Regions from separate parts of the Mus musculus genome. Here region 1 is linked to region 2. Evidence: chromatin contacts called from public HiChIP or PLAC-seq data. All regions are on one chromosome and are shown on one strand. Each heading gives the region's core, a stretch centred on a gene start, on an enhancer-like site or on the middle of the called end of the contact. The rest is flanking DNA. Distances are from core to core; before and after follow the strand shown. Region 1 holds the start of Atg101 (autophagy related 101). Region 2 holds the start of Lima1 (LIM domain and actin binding 1).

Evidence for each region. HiChIP or PLAC-seq counts read pairs in DNA pulled down with a chosen protein or histone mark.
Region 1: an HNF4G HiChIP or PLAC-seq map of pancreatic cancer cells shows a contact between it and region 2. The contact joins the promoter of Atg101 here to the promoter of Lima1 in region 2. A contact is called at or near these places in 2 of 39 promoter capture datasets (embryonic stem cells and pre-B cells) and 1 of 115 datasets of contacts at active chromatin or transcription factors (pancreatic cancer cells).

What each region holds. Positions count from the first base shown.
Region 1 is chr15:101,279,239-101,286,596 of GRCm38.p6, forward strand. Atg101 (autophagy related 101) reads left to right here and starts at 5,063. Exons shown (of 3, transcript NM_026566.2): 1 at 5,063-5,307.
Region 2 is chr15:99,870,221-99,876,832 of GRCm38.p6, forward strand. Lima1 (LIM domain and actin binding 1) reads right to left here and starts at 5,236. Exons shown (of 11, transcript NM_001113545.1): 1 at 5,113-5,236.

The sequences.
Region 1 (7,358 bases), core at 3,813-6,312, 1.4 Mb after region 2:
CACATGCTCTCAAAGAAACAAATTCACAACATTTGCAGGGAGGAAGGAGACGCTCTCACCGAGGGACAGATGCACAGAAATAAAGCCCCACTCACACTCCACTTGGCCAGACATATAGGCCTTTACAGTGAATGGACACACAGCTCTTGAAACTCAAGGAGAGCTGATTCCCTCTAAAGTCCTGAGGTCAGACAGAAGACACAAACACACAGCCTGATGAAGCTGGCAAGTTTGCTACCATCTCTGCTACTCTCTCCCACATGACTTTCCACTCTCTCCTCCGCTCAGTCACTTTGTCTGCCACAGAGGGCAGAGGTGGGACGTGACATCTTAGAAAGGGTGGGAGGTGGAGGAATCCTTGCCTTGGATCCCAGGGGACAGATGTCAGAAGGGGACAGCTGGTCTCCTTTGCACCCCGTGGCCTAGCTAGAGGGTCAGCAGACAGGGTTCTGGCTATCCTGCAAGGCTGGCCTCCGTCAGGAGCCCCCAGGCTGACGTCAGTCCCACTCGGAGTTGTTGCTGGGGCTTGAGTCACGCCCTGTGACGCCACTGGGGTCAGCTCTGCAGCAGCCGGAGTGGCCTTCAGGGGCCCAGCTTCAGGGCTCAACACTCCCCCTGGGTACACCCCAGGATGAAGTGGGGCCATCCGAGGCCACATTCATCAGGCAACGCCAGCTGCCTGCTTCCAAGGACTTGGGTTGGTCTTCAAGGTCTCTCCCCAGACCTTTGTAGCATGCACGACTGATAGCACCCTAGTCAGCAGCCTGGCTGCCTGGCTGCTGGGACACAGGACTCTCGCTTCTGTCCTCGATTATCCTGCCTCAGAACTCCACTCTTAATCGTCAGCAAGCCCACTCTGCCAGCCTCTTTGTCCCCTTCTCCAGAAAACTCAGTAGCTCCATGGCTTCCTAGCAGCCCCCCACCCTCCACACCCCATCCCCCATTGCCCAGCTGCTCAAGTTGCTGTCCTGTGTTCTTCGCAGAGGGCTGGCTTTTCTTCTCACATCACGTCCCACCTTTCTGAGAATGTGACTGGCTACTTCTCTTAAGGATGGTGAATTTCTTGTTTTGTTTTGAGATGGGGTCTTTCTTGCCATGTGATTCAAGCTGGCCTCTTACTTATTCTGTAGCCCAGGCTGGCCTTGAATTTTTCATCTTAGGGCTCCCAAGGCTGGAATAGAGGACTGAACTACCAGGCCTGGTTTCCTCTTGACTCTGAGTGTGTCCCTTTTCTTTTCAGAACACTGGTGTCTTCCAAGGATGACAGCAGCAACTGCCCTCCTCACTCCTGATGCAATTTTTCCCAAACCACTTATTTTCTTCCCATTTTAAAAGGCTCATTTATTCTATTTTGCATGCACGAGTATTTGGCTTGTATGCATGTCTTGGACCACCTGATGGTTCAAAGAGAGTGCCAGTGGACAGTTGGGATCTGCCATGTGGGTGCTGAGAATTATCTCCTGGGTCCTGTCCAAGAACAAGTGTTTTTAACCACAGAGGCATCTCTTAAGCCTTCAGACCATTTCTTGATGCTTCTTGCCCAGGTGTGTCTCCCGGCTCATCTCTGTTGTAAGCCTCGGCACTCCCAGACAGCTAGACAGCTAGACTGGTGAATCTGCTCTGTATGGTATTTTCATGGGGCTCAGGTTGGATGTTGAGCTATATTCCCAGAATTCATTTTATTATGCTTTTTTTTTTTTTTTTTTTTTTTTAAGAATTTAGACTGACCAATTCAGAGTCTGCCATTTATTTATTTATTTATTTATTTTTTCGAGACAGGGTTTCTCTGTGTAGCCCTGGCTGTCCTGGAACTCACTTTGTAGATCAGGCTGGCCTCGAACTCAGAAATCCGCCTGCCTCTGCCTCCCAAGTGCTGGGATTAAAGGCGTGCACCACCACGCCCGGCTTTTATTATGCTTTTAAAGATTTCTTTCTTTTTATTTTCTGCATATAACTTTTTTTTTTTTTTTTTTTTTTGCCTTCAAGTGTGTATGTACAGCATGTGAATGCCTGGTACCTAGTGCCCTTAGAGGCTGTAAGAAGCCATTGCATCCCCTGGACCTGGAGTTGTGAGCTGCCATGTGGATGCTGAGAATTGAACCCAGGTCCTCTGAAAGAGCAGCCAGTGCTCTTAACCACTGAGCCATTTCTCCAGCTCTCTTTAGACTATTAATTTTTTTTTCGAGACAGGGTTTCTCTGTATAGCCCTGGCTGTCCTGGAACTCACTTTGTAGACCAGGCTGGCCTCGAACTCAGAAATCCACCTGCCTCTGCCTCTCAAGTGCTGGGATTAAAGGCGTGCGCCACCACCGCCTGGCCTAGACTATTAATTTTTACACACATTTCTCTCATTGCTCAGGCTGGCCTTGAACTCACTCTGTATCTCAGGATGGCTTTTAGCAGTGGAAATTACAGTCAGATAATGTCCTGACTAAACAACTGTATCTTGATCATTATGGGTCAGGGCGTAGGATCAGAGAACTCATGCCACACACACCTATTTATTTATTTATTTATTTTGGCTAAGGCTGTAATAATCAGAGAAGGATGGGACCCAAAATTTGAGGCGTCCTGGAAAGAGTCAGGAAGGTCTGAGGAGGTGAGGCTTGGCCAGCATGGGAAGCCAGAGACATGAAAGGACTCAGCCTCAGTGGCAGGCAGCAGAGGGTGCACGGGGAGGATGGATTGAGGAATAGGGAGAAGAGAGCTGTGAAGGAAGACAGGCTACAGGCTCGTTCTCCAGCTCTCAGAGGTGGAGATTGGGGGGCGGGGGGAATCAAGAATCACAAGCCAGCCCTGGAAAGAGGCTCTCTCAAAATCACCAGCACACTAGCAACAATAACAGTAACAACAACAATAGCAGCAGCAGCAACAACAACAACAACAAAGTAACAATAAGGTGAGTAAAAACATCGGAAGAGTGAGTCAAGAACAGCTATGTGGCCCTGGCAGGTGTCATTACAGGGACACAGAACCAGTGGGATACACGGACACAGACGCACACATGGGATGACATATTTATTACAAGTTTATTACGTGGGATAGTTTATGTCATTATAGAGACAGCCCAAGAGCTGATGTCAGCAATGCGAGAGCCAGGAGATCTGAAGGTTTAGGTTGAGTCTGAGTGCTTCAGTCCAGAGCCTGGAGAAAGGACGAATACCCCCGCCCTGAAGCAGTAAAGCACACTCCTCACAGGGCACTGAGCCTTTGTGTTCAGGCAGAGGAGTATGTGAGTGGACGGTGGCCACCACTCTGGGAGGACCATCCCCTTTACTGAGTTTGCCACTTTCAGTGTTGCTCTCCCCAGAAACACCTTTAGTCGGACAAGTGTCTGGGGGTGTTCCAGGCAAGTGGGGGGTGTCACATACAGTTAACCGACAGTAAAGTACTGCACACCACTGAGTCACAGTTTCATTATCTGTAACTGGGGCTGTTGAGTAATATTTTATCTCACGTGAAAAGCACAGTTGTGGGTAAGTCACCACTGCCCGGCCTTTGAAGTACTTGCATGGTGGCTATCAAGGCTGAATGGTGTCCTTAGGTTAGTGCCAGCAAAGAGCTTGAGACAGCTTGAGCTTGGGCTAGAGTTGTAGCTTAGTGGGAGAGAATCCACCTAGCATGCACAATGTCCTGGGTTTGACACCCCACTCCTTTGGTTTTAATCCTCAGGAGCCCATTGTATTCCTTTAGATCAACTAGTAGTATAATTCTTTATCCACTTTAGACTCCGAATTCAGCAGTGTCCCGTAGCTTGAAATTGACACAGTTGGAAGTTGGCAAACATACCATGAATCAAGGAGGTTCTCTTCCACACAGTAAGTGGGGTACATCTGACACATTCCTTCTTGTGGGTGAGATGTGTTAAAGAATGGTAGTGTGTACGGCCGGTTGTGCAGGAGAAGCCAGACAGGTGAGCCCCTGTATTGGTAAAAGGAACCGGTTTGAACTGGAGGTTCTTCTACTTAGTGATCTAAGTAAGTGACATAGCCTCTTTTATTGTCAAATTTCCATCCACCTTGTAGGATTGCTAGATACAAGACAATCACTGCGTTGGAGATGAAATGTGTTTGGAAATCACGCATGTTAATGCTCACGTTAAACAACTCAGGAGTGCCCCCTGTTGAAAGTTAGGGATGTGCGCGCTCTTTAGGCGCTAAAAGCAACTGACCAAACCTGTGCGCTCTGGGCTTATCAACAAATAGACAACTAAAAACGCTCCGAGAGATTATTCAGCAGGAACACTTCATTTATATTTATAGGGCGCCTTATAGATCACAAAAGTATCGCTTGTGATTCCTCACAGTAGCTCCCTGTTTATATGGGGATTCGGAAAGGATAAGTAACGTTAGAGGAGCAACCGCGCAATCGTTAAAGACAAGACTGCCACCTGCTCGGTCATGACACAACATCAGGTAGTGCTTCTGTATGAAGGTAACTCAGGGAGACTAAGCTCCCTTTTCAAAATCTTCCTGTGGGTCTGAGTTCAGTGAACCCGGACTGTTGTGCACTTTGGGCCAACACAGATTCACCATCCGCTCAGTATCCTACAGCACACCGGCGTGCGCTCATCCCCAGGCGCCTCTCAGATGTTATGGCCTTGATCTCGGGATCTCTCTTGTCTTAAGGTTGTCAGCTCCGAATGGGGGCCCCCACAATGGGTCGCAGGGGAGGGCTCTCCGCCGCCGACTCCGCCTGGCCACCAGGGGCAGCGCAGAGTCCATCCGTCCCCTCTGTCCCTCTCGTCTCGATGGCGGAAGTGAGTTGTCCCAGCCCAAACAACGTTCTCGGTGGTGGGAGTGAATGGACTCGTCCAAAGGAGGGGGGGTTCCTCTTAACGAGCCTAGGGCCCGAAGGACAAACAAGAAAAAACACCCAAGTACTAAAGTTACGTGGCATTATGAGAGAGTATATAGCTCGTGCGAGCTTCCTGATGTCGTGGCTGCAGCGGCGTCCGGCTGGGTCGAGCCGAGCCTGGCCAGCACCCGCCGTGGGCGCGGATGGTTCCTTCCGGTTCCACCCTCCGAACGGGCAAAACTTCCGGCCCGCGCGCCGCTCAGGCAGAGGAAGCGGAGGCCTGGACCGGCGTCTGTAGGGTCTGGACTCGGTCCTCGTCGTCTGCACTGCTGTCCCGAGACGGCGCGAGGTCGCGGGCAGCGATCCTGACGTCCGGTCCGGTCAGAATTCTCGGTGCGGGTCCAAATAGCCTGTTTTTGCTTTTGGTCTGTCCCCGAATACTGCGTGTTCGCGTTAGGGAAGAAGGGGACCCGAGGCTGAGTGGCTCCTGCTCGGATTTCTACCAGCAAGGTGAGGCATGGGCGTGTCCTGGGTCGGATAGACTTCTGCCTGTTGGTTAGGGGGACCAGAGGGAAATGCAAATGTTGTCTCTGTGTAAAAATTGGCTGAGGCTGGAAGGAAGGGGTGGGTCCTGGAGTAATGCTGAAACCAAGGGAAGTTGCTGGTTAGAGGGAGAAACAGTTGGAAAGGCAGGACCAGAGCTGGGAATTTCTAGGTGGGAAAATGCAGAATGGAATTAAACAAGAGGATAAATAATAACGAGTAAGGGAGCCGTCGCATCCTTGGTCCACGAGAAAGGAACTCTTGGAAGAACCTGGTATTCTGGCCAGGCTATACTGAGGGGATAATAGGAGCCAGTTTATAGCGACAAATAGTGTCTCTGCTGTAGGAATAGTGAGAGGCAGAAAACACCCGGTGGGGACAGGTATGAGAGAGGGAGCCAGGCTGATGGCAGAGCAATCCACATACTTTGCACCCAGAATGGAGACAAAGCCCAGCTTTTGGGAAGCTGAGGCAGAACATTTGCTGCCTCAGTCAAGGAGTTGGAGGACAGCCTGGATTAGATGAAGGGGTGTCTCAGAAATAAAAAACAATCCCCCCCCATCTTAAAAACACTAATAAGGCAGATTGAAACACAAGGCAAGGAGGATTCCTTTGGTAGAAGAAATAGTTGAACTGTCTAAAGATGAGATGGCGTGTGTTGGAGGTGATGAGAAGTCACCAGGAAAGGGGCAGGTAGAACACACATCTAGGAAAAGTAACTGCTTGCACTCCCTGTGGGCTCGGTTTGTTACCCAAGTTCCTTCCTCACCCCGCCACCTCAGTGGCTCTTTGCATGGTTACCCAGTAGTGACAGTATAATAACAAATTTAGCACCTAACGCTTTGTGCTTGCTACCTGACAGGCAGTTTTAAGGGGTATACACATCCAACTTTTCAGTCTTTGAGACTTTTATTTGAAGGTTATTACTAGCTCCCTTTTTTATGGGTCCTGGAGATTGGACCCCTCACTCGTGCAAGACAAACGCCTTACCACTGAACTACTACCCTCAGCTTGTACAGCTGTAGGGCAGAGCTATGCATTCTGGTCCTGGATGCCTGAAGTTTGAGTCATTGTTTTTAACTAGTAGACTGTTTGACATTAAAATATCCTAAATCTTTGCTGAAGTCCCAATTTATAGGTAGCGAACAGGTTTACAAAGGCTGAGTGGTTTTTATAAGGTCTGAAAGAGTCTTAGTTCTTCTGTTCCTGTTGTAAAATACCTGAGATTGCAGGCGGTGTTGGTACACATCTTTAATCCCAGCACCTGGAAGGCAGAGGTAAGAGGATCTCTGAGTTGAAGGCCAGCCTGGTCTTTGGAGGGAGGTCTAGGGCAGCCAGGGCTACACAAAGAAACCTTGACTCTAAAACAAAACAAAAGATTGAAACTCCCTACAGGAATGAGTAGCAGAGCCAAGCTCGCCCTGTAGTCCCACCTGTCTAGGAGGGACTGGGAAAGAGGTCAGTCTAGGAAACAGATCTTGTCTGTCTGTCTCTTTGTATGTGTGAGGGGGTCATGCTTTTAAATACAAGTGTCTCTATTTTGTCCTGGAGCTCACTATGTAGTCTAGGCTATTCTTGAACTCCCTGAGATCCACCTGCCTCTGTCTCCTGAGTGCTGGAATTAAAGGTGTGTGCCACTACAACCAGCTCAGACTTTTCCTCTTACAAATGAATAAGAAGCAGAAGCACTGTTAGGTATCGACTCAGGACTGCTGGACGTGAGCAGAAGCATCCCGCACTGCATCCCTCACTGCCCCCTGTTGGACATCTGCATGAGCGCTCCCACACTGCACACCTCACTGCCCCATTGCTAGTTGCACTCTGCTCATCTTGCTGCCTTTCTGCATTAAATGGCCCTGATGTGCGTGTATTATAGGTTTTAAAGCCAGCCTTTGTAGCTTTCATTGGTTTGTCCAAAGTGGTTTGTGACCTCGAAGGAGTCAACAAGAGCTGGCTTTCTGATGCAGAGATCTGATGTTGATGTTGGCACAAGGGTTCTGTAACTTTGTTGCCCTTGG
Region 2 (6,612 bases), core at 3,986-6,485:
GTTTTCATTCAGTCACCAAATAATTTGAGTCTGGAGAGATGCTCAGTGGTTAAGAACCTTTAAGCTCTTCCTTCCAGAGGCCCCAGGCTCCATTCCCAGTACCCACATCAGGCAGCCTGAAACAGCCTATAAATCTAGATCTGGGGAAATCTGATGCTTTTGGCCTCTTTGGGCACCCGTATTCCCATGCGCAACTGCCCCACCCCAGGTGTACACATAGTCAAAGATAAAAATAAATCCTAAAGATGTTTTTGACTCCCAGACCTTTTACACCCAGCCACAGAACAGAACATTGGGACGATCCCTCTAAAGGTACCATTTACCAAAAAACCTCAACCTCGATAATAAAGCAGAAACTACATAAAGCCACTAATTTGTTACTAGAAGCCTCAAGAGCCTGTGTTAAGTGACTTAGCGCACCTTGAGGTTACTGTGCACAGTCTGCAATGGAGTGTTTTACCTTCCTATAGAAAGCACAGTTAAAGACCCCAGCAATCTTCTAGAGGTTTGTCTCTCTCTTTTTTTTTTTTTTTGGTTTTTCAAGACAGGGTTTCTCTGTGTAGCCCTGGCTGTCCTGGAACTCACTTTGTAGACCAGGCCGACCTCGAACTCAGAAATCCGCCTGCCTCTGCCTCCCGAGTGCTGGGATTAAAGGTGTGCGCCACCATGCCCGGCAGTTAGTCTCTTCTTGCATAAATTAGGTTAGGGACAAAGCTAAGCATTTTCTACCTGTAGAATGAGCACTCTTCCATTGAAACGAAAGTCACCTATCCTGCGGTAACATGGAATGAAGAAAGCTTGGAAACTGGAGCCCAGCTTGATGCCGCAGCTTGATGCCGCAGGAGGTAAAGGTTCCTGGCATCAAGCATGGCAACCTACTCAATCCTCAGGACCCACACTGTGGAAGACAGGGCTAATGATTCCCTAAGTTGTCCTCTGATAGCCACAGGCATGCCATGGTGTGCATTCGCACATATACACACATACTCTCTCTCACACACACATACACATACCCACACATATACACACGCACACTCACATATATACACACATATACACATGCATACACACACTCACATATGCATATAGACATACATATACACACATACAAACATACACACATACACTCATATACACACACTCACACACATACTCACATACACTCACATACATATACACACACACTCACATATATACACACATATACACATACATACACACACACTCACAGACGCATACAGACATACATATACACACATACAAACATACACGCATACACTCATATACACACACTCACACACATACTCACATACACTCACATACATATACACACACACTCACACACAAACACACAGAAGCTCACATACACCTACATACTTACACACACACACATACAACACACACATTCATACACACACAAAATAAATCTAATTTAAAATTAAAACAAGGGGACATTCTCCCCCCCAATATGTAGTAAAGTATTCATTTATAGCAAAGATGTCTAGTGATCTCCCACACCCCATATTTCTCTCTATGTGTGTGTGTGTGTGTGCTCGCAGGTGTGTGCCTGTGTGTGGTGTGTATGTGTGTGCGTGTGTGGTGTGTGTATGTGTGTGTCTGACAAGTCTTTGGTGTGTGTGTGTGTGTGTATCTGACAAGCCTTTGGCATAGAATTTTAAAGTTAACTATACCTGATTACAGTTGATTGGTGGAACCCTCAGAAAAATTAAAATTATATTTAAAACATCCCAATAAAAATTTGTAGATATTCAAAATACATAATAAATGCAAAATAAACCTGATGCCTTTACAAAACTTTCTACAAAAGTGTTTCTCCAGAAAACACTTTCCAGGGCACAAAGGAGACAGGCCAAGCAACATCTAAGAAATATGCTCATTAAGCCTAACCACTCACACCAGTAAGACAGCTACCACACTCACTATTAACTCAAAGCCTTTATCTTAAAAGGTAAGACGGGGCCGGAGAGATGGCTCAGCGGTTAAGAGCAACGGTTAAGAGCACTGACTGCTTTTCTGAAGGTCCTGAGTTCAAATCCCAGCAACCACATGGTAGCGCACAACCATCCGAGATGAGATCTGCCCTCTTCTGGTGTGTCTAAAAGATAGCTACAGTGTACTTACATATACTAAATAAATAAATCTTTGAAAACAAAAAGGCAAGACAGATCCTATAAGAGTGACCAAATCATGTCGATCCGTTGTGTATTAATTAGGGCCTTGCTAAACAGTTAAGCAGTCAGGAACGGTGGTGAAGACCACACCTACATTGTGTGGTCTTCTGGAGGATGCTCACAAGAGGAGTGGGACTTCAAGTCTAGCCTCTGCTACATAACAACCTGAAGCTGAGCTCCATGAGACATAATCCCAAAACCTCAACAAAACACCTATGGTCAAAAGAAGAGTTTTCAAAGGTGACCACTAGTCTCAGATCACCAGATCATCAAACGCCTCAACGAATCCTCCCAGGCTCAGAAGTTCCCCCTAATTGGCATAAGACAGGACATGCTTTATACTCTGTGAGTGCGTTAAACACAGCCTCTTACATATGCTAAACTCACTCTCCACCACTGAGCTACACCCAGAGTCAAAACAAATATATTCAAAACAAGGCATTTGAAGGGCACCTCCACAGCCAACAGTGTCTCCACTGTTAATAGAGTTATTTTCACTTCTGAGCCTTCTCTTCCTACAATTATTAGGTTGAAACTTGGCCCCACCTTTAACTAGAGTCGGGAACAAAGCCTGAATGTACCAAGTCAAACAAAGTTATACAATGAGGTCATTTTTACAAAATGGCACTGCTTTGCTCACATTGACGACGGGCGGCGTACTGTCTCGGCCCAGTGACTCTACTTACAGATCAGGGACTACCTGATAACTCTGCTTCTGAGTCTAACACATTAGCAGTGAGAACCACTGCTCCACCCACCTACTGAATTGCTGGAGAATTAAACAGGCTCTAATCCCATTTTCAAAAGACTATAGAGTTGACTGACCAAAGACAAGGCAAGAAATTGGAGTGGTGTAAGTATACGGCAATGGGGTACTTCCCTAGCATGCACATGCCCCAGGGGTTGATACCTCCATGTAAATTGGGAGGTTTTCCGAGGCCGAGTGGAGGGAGAGAGAGAGAGAGAGAGAGAGAAGAAATACCAAAACAATAACAGCAAATGATTTCACCAATACTATAGGTTGTATCTGTGGTGTTGCCTAACCATCTATCTCACTGTAGGCTCTTTAAGGGTAGGAGCTTTTGCAACTTTGAATCCACAAAAGAATGGGCATAAAAGTCACTGGGAAAAAAAATGTTTTGTCCCCTCAAGAATTCCTAACATAATTTAGTACCATGTTACCTTGTTGAACCAATGCACATATATGTGCATGCAGACCTTTAAAAAGAGCTAAGCTTTTTCAGGCTGGGAAGATGGCTCATCAGGGAAAAGGTGCTTGCCATGAAGCCTGATGCACTGAGTTCAAACCCTGGAACCCGCAGGGGTTCCAGGAAGAATCCTGGAAGAAAAGAACAGACCCCACAGTTCTCATCTGACCTACATTCAATGCACATGCCATGGCGCATGCGCACACGCGCGCATGCACACACTATAAATGTAAAAAAGCAAAAGAAGGAAAGAAAGAAAGAAAGAAAGAAAGTAAGGAAGAAAGAAAGAAAGGAAGGAAGAAGAAAAGAAAGAAAGAAAGAAAGAAAGAAAGAAAGAAAGAAAGAAAGAAAGGACGAACGAACTTCTCTGGGCTGGCAAGATGGCTCAGAAGATGAAAACCTTTGCTGCACAAGACTAAGGACCAGAGTTTGATCCTCAAATCCTAAGTTAGAGAGAACCAACTCCTATAAGCTGCCCTCTGACCTCCACAAGCCTACCATAGCACGATGGCTGGTATTCATGCACACACATCACACAAATGGTAATTTTTAAAATATATATATATATATATATATATATATATATATATATATATATATATATATATATATATATATATATATATATATATATATATATATATATTGAAGGTCAGGGACAGTGGAGCACACCTTTAATCCTAACATTCAAGATGCAGAGGCAGCCATATTTCAGGCAGCCAAAGCTAGATAGCCAGCTCAAGGCTAGTCAGGGATTCTCTGAAGAAGCAGAAAGAGGAAGAGAAGAAGAAAAAGGAGGGAGAGGAGGAGGAGAAGACAACGACTGAGGAGGAGTTGTTCTTTCCTGCTAACTCTATAGCTTTTTGAAGGCTGTCTAAACATGATCACACTTGGTCGTCCATAGACTAACTGGACTAGGTATTTGTACCAGTAACTATGTAGATACAAAGTAGCCCACTCACCCACTTCCGTGCCAAGGATGATCTGCCCTCCAAAGGTCAACGTCTTAAAAACATAACCTCACAGTCTTCGGCTAACTTGCAAAGTCAACAGAACCATTTGGATTAGGCAGATTTTTGAGAGCTGGAATTAGTTGCAAGACAATAGCAGATCAGTATCTCTCACCAGGATCAGCTAAACTCATTGTTGTGAGCACCAATAAGAAGGCTAGGACGGGTGCCAGATGGTTCGCTCCTAGCACCCACGACTTCGAGCTCCAGTGTGTGTGGCCAGGGGTGTACAGTTACCTAATATTAACACCTACGGATGCGAGTGAGCAGTGGATCCCAGCTCAAGTACACCATAGCGATTTGGGAAGGACACAGCAAGTAGGAACTGTTCGGAAGGATGTTAAGTCTTAACCAGAGTTCATCTGGAGGAATGGACGGGAGAAAAATTGGAAAAGGAACGGCCGCGTGGAAGAAGGAAAGAGTGGCAGGATTACCTCCCTAAGAGGGTGTTTTAACTTTTGATGAAATGCCACTTTCCCTCCATCCCGTGCGAGACCAGGGGCCCAGGCAGCGAAGTCTCAGTCCCTTGGACTTCCCAGAAGGGAGGGCGGAGCATGGGAGGCTCCTCCAACGTGGACCCCAAGGGGTGAGCCTCCTGCTCCTGCTACCCACCGCCTCAAAATACGCGGGGAGAGTGCGGGGCTCAGCAGGGTCTCCGCGCGCATGCAGGCTGCGGAGGGCGAGGCGAGAGGAAGCGCTTACCTGACTAGAAAGCCGTCGGGGCTCGGCGCTGCACGGCCACGGTCCTGCGCTCTGTCTGCCCAGCGCACCTGTCGCAACTGGGCTGCAGCACCTTCAGCTCCGCGGCCCCGCCCCGGCCCCGCTCAGAGCCCCGCCCCCTGCCGCGGAGGCGCGCCCGTCTCCCGCCTCCCGCGCGGCCTTGGAGCGAACGTGCTCGCTCCCGGCGGCGTGTTCAACTCGTGACCGGAGCGTCGCCCTAGTAGCGGTGGTGTTGCAGGAGGCGTGGCTCCTGTGTCAGCCTCCAACTTGGTCGTGTCCCCTTTCTGGCTCACCCTATCTCTCTCTGACTAGAGATTGCAGCAGTTTGATCTGAGACTCACCCAGAAATCTGGTCTAAGTGCAACTTCAGGGAAGTTCCTGGTGCTGTCGGGGTAAGTTCTGTGGAAAGGTATTTTAAGAGAGGCCATGCCCTGTGCTGCAAAGAGCTGCCAAAGAGGCCTGGCTCAGACTACATTGGATCACTTCACCTCAGTGGACCTGAGTTTCCTCAGGAAAGGATAGGATTAGATAAGAGTAGGTGGTGTCCAAGTTCTCCAAGAGCTATGGGTTTTGTTTGTTTGGTTTTTGGTTTTTTGTTTTTTTCAACAACGGGTGGTTTTCCTTCATTTTCTTTTGAGACAGAGGAGGGTCATCACATGTAGCTGAGATTAGCCTGGAACTCACAGTGTAGCTGAAGTGATCTTTGAGCTGTTGGCTCACAAAACTGCCCGTAACTCCAGCACCTGGGGAACCTGATACCATTTTCTGGCGTCCGTGAGGAACTGCACACACATCACACACTCACACACATATACATACTAATAAGATTAAATAAAAGTCTTTTTTAAAAGAGGCTCTAAGAGAAGGGTAGTAGCACACACCCTAGAGTGGGCTTGCACTTCTCAACAGTGTCTGCAAGACCTGTTTCTGTTTCTGCACTAGGAATGTGAGGGTCTGAATAGATCATGAGGAGACATAGCATGTGGCCATCCAGCCCTCAGATTCTTGGCTCCACCACCATTCCTCTCTGCACGAAGCCTTTTGATAGTATCCTTTCCTGAGGTCTAGTGACATACCAAACGAAAGGAATTCTGAGGCTTTTCATGTGAGTGTTGATTAGTATCATAAGGGCCAGTGGTAGAAAGATTTGTTCAACTCCTAAAGCAGTCACTGGCAAAGGGCACAGGACATGTGGCCTTTATCCTGGCAACTGAGGTAGGATGGTTGCCTTGAGTCCCTGGATGTCCAGTGTTACAGAGTGAGAATAACCCAAAAGGAACAAAACAAGAAACCTACAAAAAGCTGTTGATGAACAAGTTTTAAGGAATTGAGCCATTCACCAAGGATAGAATATCATTCAAAAATCTAACCTAGACTGATTTCTGGATAAATGTACTAAAGAAGCAAATTAACTTTATTCGAAGATTAAAAGGGTTTTGTTTTTGTTTTTGTTTTTTTAAACGGGAAATCAGCAAACTTCTC